Linked DNA regions of Macaca mulatta: region 2 is linked to region 1. Evidence: chromatin contacts called from public Hi-C data. All regions are on one chromosome and are shown on one strand. The core of a region is the stretch at or near the end of the contact, and the rest is flanking DNA. Distances in the headings are between cores, read along the strand shown.

Evidence for each region. Hi-C and Micro-C count contacts between places; a contact is called where the count stands out from the background.
Region 2: a Hi-C map of fetal cortical plate shows a contact between it and region 1, with 2.4 times the contacts expected there. The contact joins two enhancer-like sites. A contact is called at or near these places in 3 of 14 Hi-C or Micro-C datasets (fetal cortex germinal zone, fetal cortical plate and liver).

What each region holds. Positions count from the first base shown.
Region 1 is chr17:10,711,944-10,715,488 of T2T-MMU8v2.0, forward strand. All of the region lies in intron 2 of LOC144336244 (a long non-coding RNA gene), which reads left to right. Among named protein-coding and RNA genes, the nearest start is that of MEDAG, 32 kb to the right of the region's middle. Within about 2 kb of position 1,613, at least 13 of the 40 cell types and tissues checked have an H3K27ac peak or open chromatin away from gene starts, as enhancers often do. A contact at or near this core is called in fetal cortical plate, where this site is marked.
Region 2 is chr17:10,871,708-10,875,252 of T2T-MMU8v2.0, forward strand. No RefSeq gene overlaps it. Among named protein-coding and RNA genes, the nearest start is that of TEX26, 100 kb to the left of the region's middle. Within about 2 kb of position 1,679, at least 18 of the 40 cell types and tissues checked have an H3K27ac peak or open chromatin away from gene starts, as enhancers often do. A contact at or near this core is called in fetal cortical plate, where this site is marked.

The DNA.
Region 1 (3,545 bases), core at 363-2,862:
GGGTTGGAGCTGCTGCCAGTTACAAGCTGTGATACTGTAAGCAAATCATGACATTCCACTGCGGTTGCCTCTGGAATGGAGAGGATGCTACTCTGCTCCTTCAGTTTGTGACGCATGCTATGTGAGGTCATCTAAGGGAAGCCATTAGGGAAACAGTGACAGCACAGGGGTGAGGAGCTCACATAACTCCTTGTCCTACAAGGGATTGAGCTTCAGGGGCCACTGTGGGGTTGAAGTCAGGGATTCTGTGGGGTGGTCAGGGGCTCTGTGGGTGGAGTCAGGAGCTCTTTGGGGAGGAGTCAGGGCTGTGGGTGGAGTCAAAAATCTGTTGGGTGGAGTCAGGAGCTCTGGTGGGGTGGAGTCAGAGCTTTGTGGGTGGAGTCAGGGGTTCTGTTGGGTGGAGTCAGGGCTCTGTGAGGTGGAGTCAGGGCTCTGTTGGGTGGAGTCAGGCATTCTGTGGGTGGAGACAGAGCTCTGGTGGTGGAGTCAGGGCTTTGTGGGTGGAGTCAGGGGTTCTGTTGGGTGGAGTCAGGGTTATGTTAAGTGAAGTCAGGGCTCGGTGGGGTGCAGTCAAGGCTCTCTGGGGTGAAGTCATGGCTCTGTGGGTGGAGTCAGAGCTTTGTGGGTGGAGTCCGGGGTTCTGTTGGGTGGAGTCAGGGCTCTGTGAGGTGGAATCAGGGGCACCGAGCTACTTATTGGAGGCTTTCTGGAGGGAGTCCGTGGCTCTGGCAGGGCGATGGTTGTGGGGTAGTGAAGCTGCACTGGGAGCTGGTGCCTGCTTGCTGACTGATGAGCATTCTGGGGACTGACGTGGGGAGCAAAGGCCCACCTCTCTCTCTACCTGTTTAAGGCCCACGACATGGCTACAGAGTGGAGAAGGTGTGAAGGCTGACCCCCCGTCCTGAGAGGACAGCAGGGGCCTGGGCGTGTCGGCATGGTGCTCCTTGAATCTCAGGAGAAAAGGCCTAGGACGCAGAGGGATGGTGGATGCTGGGCCCTGGCGGGTGGATGGAGGGAACCGAGACGGGTAGAAATTCCTGGAAAATGAAGACAGCGCTATTTCAGAGGGGGAATATCCCTGCATCAGAGGAGGAAGCTGCTGACGTTTGCTGAAAGGGAAAGGAACGTGCAGGACAGCGATGGTGGCAGCAGCTGGGCCGCTCAGGGCAGGCGAGTGTGTGCTCCGCGGCCCTAAGCCTACACCGGCCCGGTCCTTCCCTTGGGGCAACGGGACCTCCCCGCAGGGACCTGCGCATGGGGACTGGGGCACGGGACAGGGCTCCGCAGAGAAGACGGGCCTGCGCGGGGCAGCTGGGCCCACCAAGGCTGCCAGACAGCCCAAACCCTTCCCAGGCTGCAGGGAGGCCCCAGCTGGTGTGGCCTCAAACCCGGCATCTGTTTCTTCACTCCTGAGGCTCCCTTTGAACTTGAACCTTGCAAAGCCCAAGTAACAATAAAAAAGCCAAGGAACAGGTGCTGCTGCAGAGAACGGAGGACAGGCCGGCTGGGAGCCTCAGCGGGTGCCGCCTTTGTTTCAGTGCCTTCAGTCTCCCCACTCCCGCATGAAACTGCTCGGGACCCACGTCAGCGCCAAGTTCCAACAAGGAAAATATAGCAGCGCACAATATGTTGTTTTGGCAGAAAGCTATGAATTTTAGTATGGAATGTCTGTCACAGGGCCCATCCAATTAACTCACTTGTCGAGAAATCAGAATAAATAGTTGAGAGGAGGCGACTGCAGCTTTGCTCAGACCTTTATTTCTTATTTGTTTTCGTGGTGAAGCAGGTCTGCAGTCACCAGGATGTATATTTAGGGCAGGGAAGGAGAGAATACGCATCTTCACGGTGGTTCTCCCTTTGGAGGGAAAGAAGGGTATTTTCTATGCATTTTGGAGGAGGGAATTCTGGTGAGCTTCTGTTTTAGAAAAGTGTTATGGAGGCAACCCTGGCAAACTCCCTCGAGTTTTGGACTCAGCGCTGTTGAGTCTGAGACAAGGACTGGGCCGGACCAGGGAAGTTTCTCTTCCTCCTTAGGTTTTCCACAGTGGCTGCTGAGCGTGGCAGTGCCGGGTGAGTGGGTCGGCAGCCCCACCTGACCCCGCATCTGAGCCTGGGCCGAGCTTCCTGACGGGAGGACACCGGGTGCTCTGGGTTAGCAATGGCAGCTGGCACTTGGGGGTGCTGGCATGCCTCCCAGGGTGCCTGCTGTGCCCAGAAACTTTGACATTTGTGTGGACTCCCTGTCAGAAGCCCTGCTGCATCGTCGAGGCCCTTGGGAAAGAGGCACCTCAGATATTCAGCAAGGGGGCTTCTCTGGGAGGGCACCGGCCATGCCTGTGCTCCACCCGTGTGAATTCTCAGGGGCAGGAGCTCCGTGCAGCCGCGGGCAGGGTGCTCTCCCTGTTCCACAAATTGCCAGCTATGATTTACAGACATTCAGCAGATAAAACTCTGAAGGAGTCTTCTGGTGGCTCTCTGAATGTAGAGCCTTGCTACAGCAGAGATGAAACCCAAAGCCAGTTTATAACAGCCTGCATTCTTGAGTTTTGAAGGAACCTAATGTGAGCCAGTTTTATGTAGCCAGAGGGACAGCCAGGGGAATACATTTCAGCTGCCCAAGAAAAAACTTGGCCCATAGCTCCCCCACACCTTTTTCCAGCCCAGTGCTTCTGAAAACCACCCTCTCTCTAATCCCAAGGGCCCCTGGCCTCCCCTTTGAAGTATTCACACTCGGGGGGTGGGGTGCAAGGGTTTACATCAATATTTCTCCAATAGTGGGGCAAGAGCCAATCCAAGGCAAAACCATTTTTTGACCTTTGCTCTCATGAGCAAAATGCCCCCAAGTCATGAGGACCTGGAAGAAGGGAAGGGCACCTTCTCTGTAGCCTGCCATCCACATCCGAGGCTGTCAGTCAGGAGGCAAAGGCACGGTCTTCAAGGGCTGCAGACTAAGTTCGTCTTTGTGCTCCGGTGCTGCTTCCATTTCAAAGGCTTCGCCAGCGAATCCCGTGAGTCATTCCTGGAACCTTCAGGAGTCTCCATGGTGATGGGGTTGAGTGGGCCTGGGGGAAGCCAGCATTCACTCCACTTCCCAACAAGTTCCTCTTTTCTGATTTTTTTTTCCTTTTTTTTTCAATAGAGACTGGGGCTGAGGCTTGAGCTTTTTTGTTTTTTTAAACAAATCACAAAATAAGAACTCCCTAAGCCTTTTCTCCCCATTTTATTGGAAACCCATTCTAGGTAAATATATCATCTATTGTTACTTGCCTCTATTGAGACCGTATGAAACAACAAAGCACAATAAAAACTGTGCATTTGCTTTCTTTCTTTTTTTCTTTTTCTGCAAGTGTTTTCAGAAGGGATCTGGTTTTCTTGTTTTCCTCAGTGAAAAGATGAAAAGGCTTTGGGTAGATGATTGTAGTCTGAAGCAGAGATGCCTGCAGTATCAAGCCCAGAGGAAGGCAGGCCTGTCTAGCCTACTGCTGCCCCCGTGGAGGTCTACCAGGAGTCTGAAAATGATGCCCAGTCATGGTTGGCAGAATTGT
Region 2 (3,545 bases), core at 429-2,928, 160 kb after region 1:
ACAAAGGTGCGTGACTGTCCTTGGGGCAGCTTTAGATTTGTCATACCTGGCCCTAGATCATGCAGTTGAAGATCTTTCGATAATATTCATCTGCATTACATTCGACATACTAAGAGAACTGTTTCTGTAGAAGGTTAAAACACTGACTTTTCTACCCTTTCTGAGCTGTTTCCTCATTGCCAGGACTTGAATGAATTTGGAACTGTTCCAGTGCTCAGTGACTTCACTGTTCTCACCTTGTGGCATAACTTAGGTAGTTGGGCAACTCCCCTACCCTTGCCTGGACTCTTGCTGTCAAAGCCCTCCACTGATAAAGTCTAGGCCGATCACACCCTAAAGCATTTCTCATATGTATGGATTTGTTTCTTATCTATACCTGAAGAATGGCGCTGGTGAGGTACCACCTTTGGGAGAATTGAGAACATCATCTCTGAGATAATTCTCTGTGCTTTGTGGCTCAAATGAGTAGAACAGTTCCAAAGGGAGTGACATCTGCGTGAGATCAGTGGGGGGACATGCTGTATCCTCCCGGGGACAGCCTTGTTCATTTAATTCGTTCATTTCAGGCTGACTGTGGAGTAGACCCAGCCCTGATGATAGCAGACTTCCAGGAGCTGTTGGTGAGAAGGCTTCGGTGTGTCCACACAGAGCAGAACTGAAATTTTTCCACCCCGTGCAGATCAAACACCGCAGCAAGTGAAGTGTTTCAGAGTCCTTCCTAAGCAAACTGTAGTTTTCCCCAGAATGTCACAGGAAGTGCTGCTGGTGATTCATCAGGTTAAAATGCTCCTCATGAGTCAGAAGTAAAGGGAAGCTGCTGCTCTGTGTGGAGGGCGAAGAATCGTGGCTGGCCCTGAGGGTTCCAGGGGTGGGGCGGGGCAGAGCTGCTTACTAACCGATTAGAACGTTCCAGTAACAACACTCGAATGGCTGCTGGAAAACACAGTGAAACCCTTGCCTATGGAAACCTTTTAATAAAAGAATAAAAATAAAATAGGCTTGGAGATACAACTTGCCAGAGGGAAACCAACCAGTAGAGCTGCCTTTCCCGTAAGTCCCTGTTGCAGCCCAGCCAAACCTCTGGCTGCCTGTTTTATTAGAGTCAGGCCAAAGGCCCATCAGGTGCCTCCAGTTTATGACTTGGTTTAAATCAGTCAGTTGAACTGGGGCTGAGTGGTCATCTGGTCTACCCACTAGCCTCTACAGCCACTAACTTCAGGATATCATCTCTAACAAAGTCCTCAATCCAAGACTGAATTGAATGCTAGGAGTAGGGAAAAGGGAAGGCACAGTAGGGTCATGGCTGAAAGCTAAGCATACATTTGTATCTACTTAGGGAATTTTTAAATCAACTAGAAAAATCAAGATAAAACACATGTGAAATGATTTTAAAGTGCACATTTAAAAAAAGGGACATAAAACACAACCAGTATTGCTGCTTTCTACTCTGATACTGCTCTTAGCCCCCTAAGGTCAGCCACCCATCTCTTCGGGTCGGTGTGTGAAGTGACACAGTAGGAAGATGGGCACAGAGAGAGCCCCTGGTCCAAGCCGGCCGTCATTCAGCTGAGAAGACGGCATTCCTGGAGGCTGCACGCACACCATGCCGCCGCACCCTCTCCAGCTGATCTGTGGCCAAGCTGCCTCACAGGCAATACTGAGCATGTTTTATATAAGGGTTTCAAAGCTGCTGCCGCTGCTGCCACTGCTGCAGTGGCTGTAACCTGGCCTTCAATGTCTCTGTCTAGACAGATGCATGATTGAATAAAGGATTCATCCAAGCCCTATGTCACCCTGGCCATCTGGAAAGTCGCCAACCACTCATTTAGCAAATTGCTATGTTTAAATGCAGCTGCTGTGTCTCAATGTTTATGCTACCAAGACAGATCGCATGATTCCTCTTCTTTCATTTATCTACACCGCTCCTTTTAATCTGCCTAGGAACTTAAAAGGCTGTTAATGCATGACAAGGCACTTGACCCGTGTGATTTCCAAGCCAAGGGGGAGCATCCGTCTTGCACTGGGTCGTGCTTTCCTCAAAAGCAAGGGCACCTTGCCTGTACTCCCGTCTTAATGAAGGCTGCCTTTATTAAGAATCCCATTAAGCTCCACAGTGCCCAGCCATCCGACACTGTAAATATGACCCTTTAGAAATGCATCCAGGGGCCCTGTGCAGGCAGCTGGCCTGGTAGCAAGCACTAGCCCTGGCAGTCGGGAGGGAACCTCAGACCTCAGCTGTCTATAGAAGGGAGGGCATTGTTTGATGGGCTGATGCTTCTCTCCTTTTGGAAAGATGAATTACAATCTTTGGCAGATAATGTCAACAAAACCCCTGAGATGATTTAAATAAGAGTTGGAAGCAAAATGATTTCAGAATAGCAATGAGCTCTTGGGCGTTTTACCTTGGTTTTCTTATTTTTAAGGAGGAAAAGGAAGGAGACAGCCAAGATTAGGCAGTTTGTCACCTGGATATCACTGGTCACTTTGGCGTGGTGCTGACTATTATCTGTTATTTATCAGATTAAATAATTTTGGTGACCACTGCTTACATAAATTGCCTACCTCTTTTGGGGGTCACAATATAATTAAGTCTGGAAGTCAGAAGTCAAAATCAGTGAGTGTTTATCAAATGAATATCGTGTTCTCAGTCCTTAGCTAGGCCCATTGGAAAAGCAACAAAACAGCACAATAAATGATCTGTGCCATTAAATCCTATTGGGAGACAAAAAGAAACAAATACAAGAGAATCTAGCACAGTGAGGAGTGAGGATGTGGTCTTCAGAACCAAATCCCAGACGCAATTCTGAGGTGTTCACCTTGTGAGCCTCAGTTTCCTCACTGGCGAGAACAGGTGGACATATCTCTCTCCAAGTTATTTTCAGGAGTGATTGAAACAGTCTTTACAACGGTAAGAACCCAGCGGATTCTATTAGCGGTAGTCAGAGGGTGTGGGATCTTGACTGTAAACGCTAGAGGAATTCAGAAGAAATAAAGAACATTTTGGACTGAGTGAGCAAGACCATCTTTGTGGGTCAGCTTAATCCTGAAGGAAACAAACTCTGGGGAGGGAAAGTGCATCGGAAAAATGGAACAACTTGAGCAAGACACAGAGACAGCAGGCAGAAAAGAGGTGGGGCCACTGGGTGGACTAAAGGAAAGAGCTCTCGGCCGGGTGTGGTGGCTCAAGCCTATAATCCCAGCACTTTGGGAGGCTGAGACGGGCGGATCACGAGGTCAGGAGATCGAGACCATCCTGGCTAACACGGTGAAACCCCGTCTCTACTAAAAATTACAAAAAAAAACTAGCTGGGCGAGGTGGCGGGTGCCTGTAGTCCCAGCTACTCGGGAGGCTGAGGCAAGAGAATGGCGTGAACCCGGGAGGCGGAGCTTGCAGTGAGCCGAGATCTGGCCACTGCACTCCAGCCTGGGTGACAGAGCAAGACTCCGTCTCAAAAAAAAAGGAAAGAGCTCTCATTTTCGTGTGTGGGGGTGGAAATGTTGAACGAATGACAGGCCCCATGGATGGAAGGCTTTGAAAGTCAAGC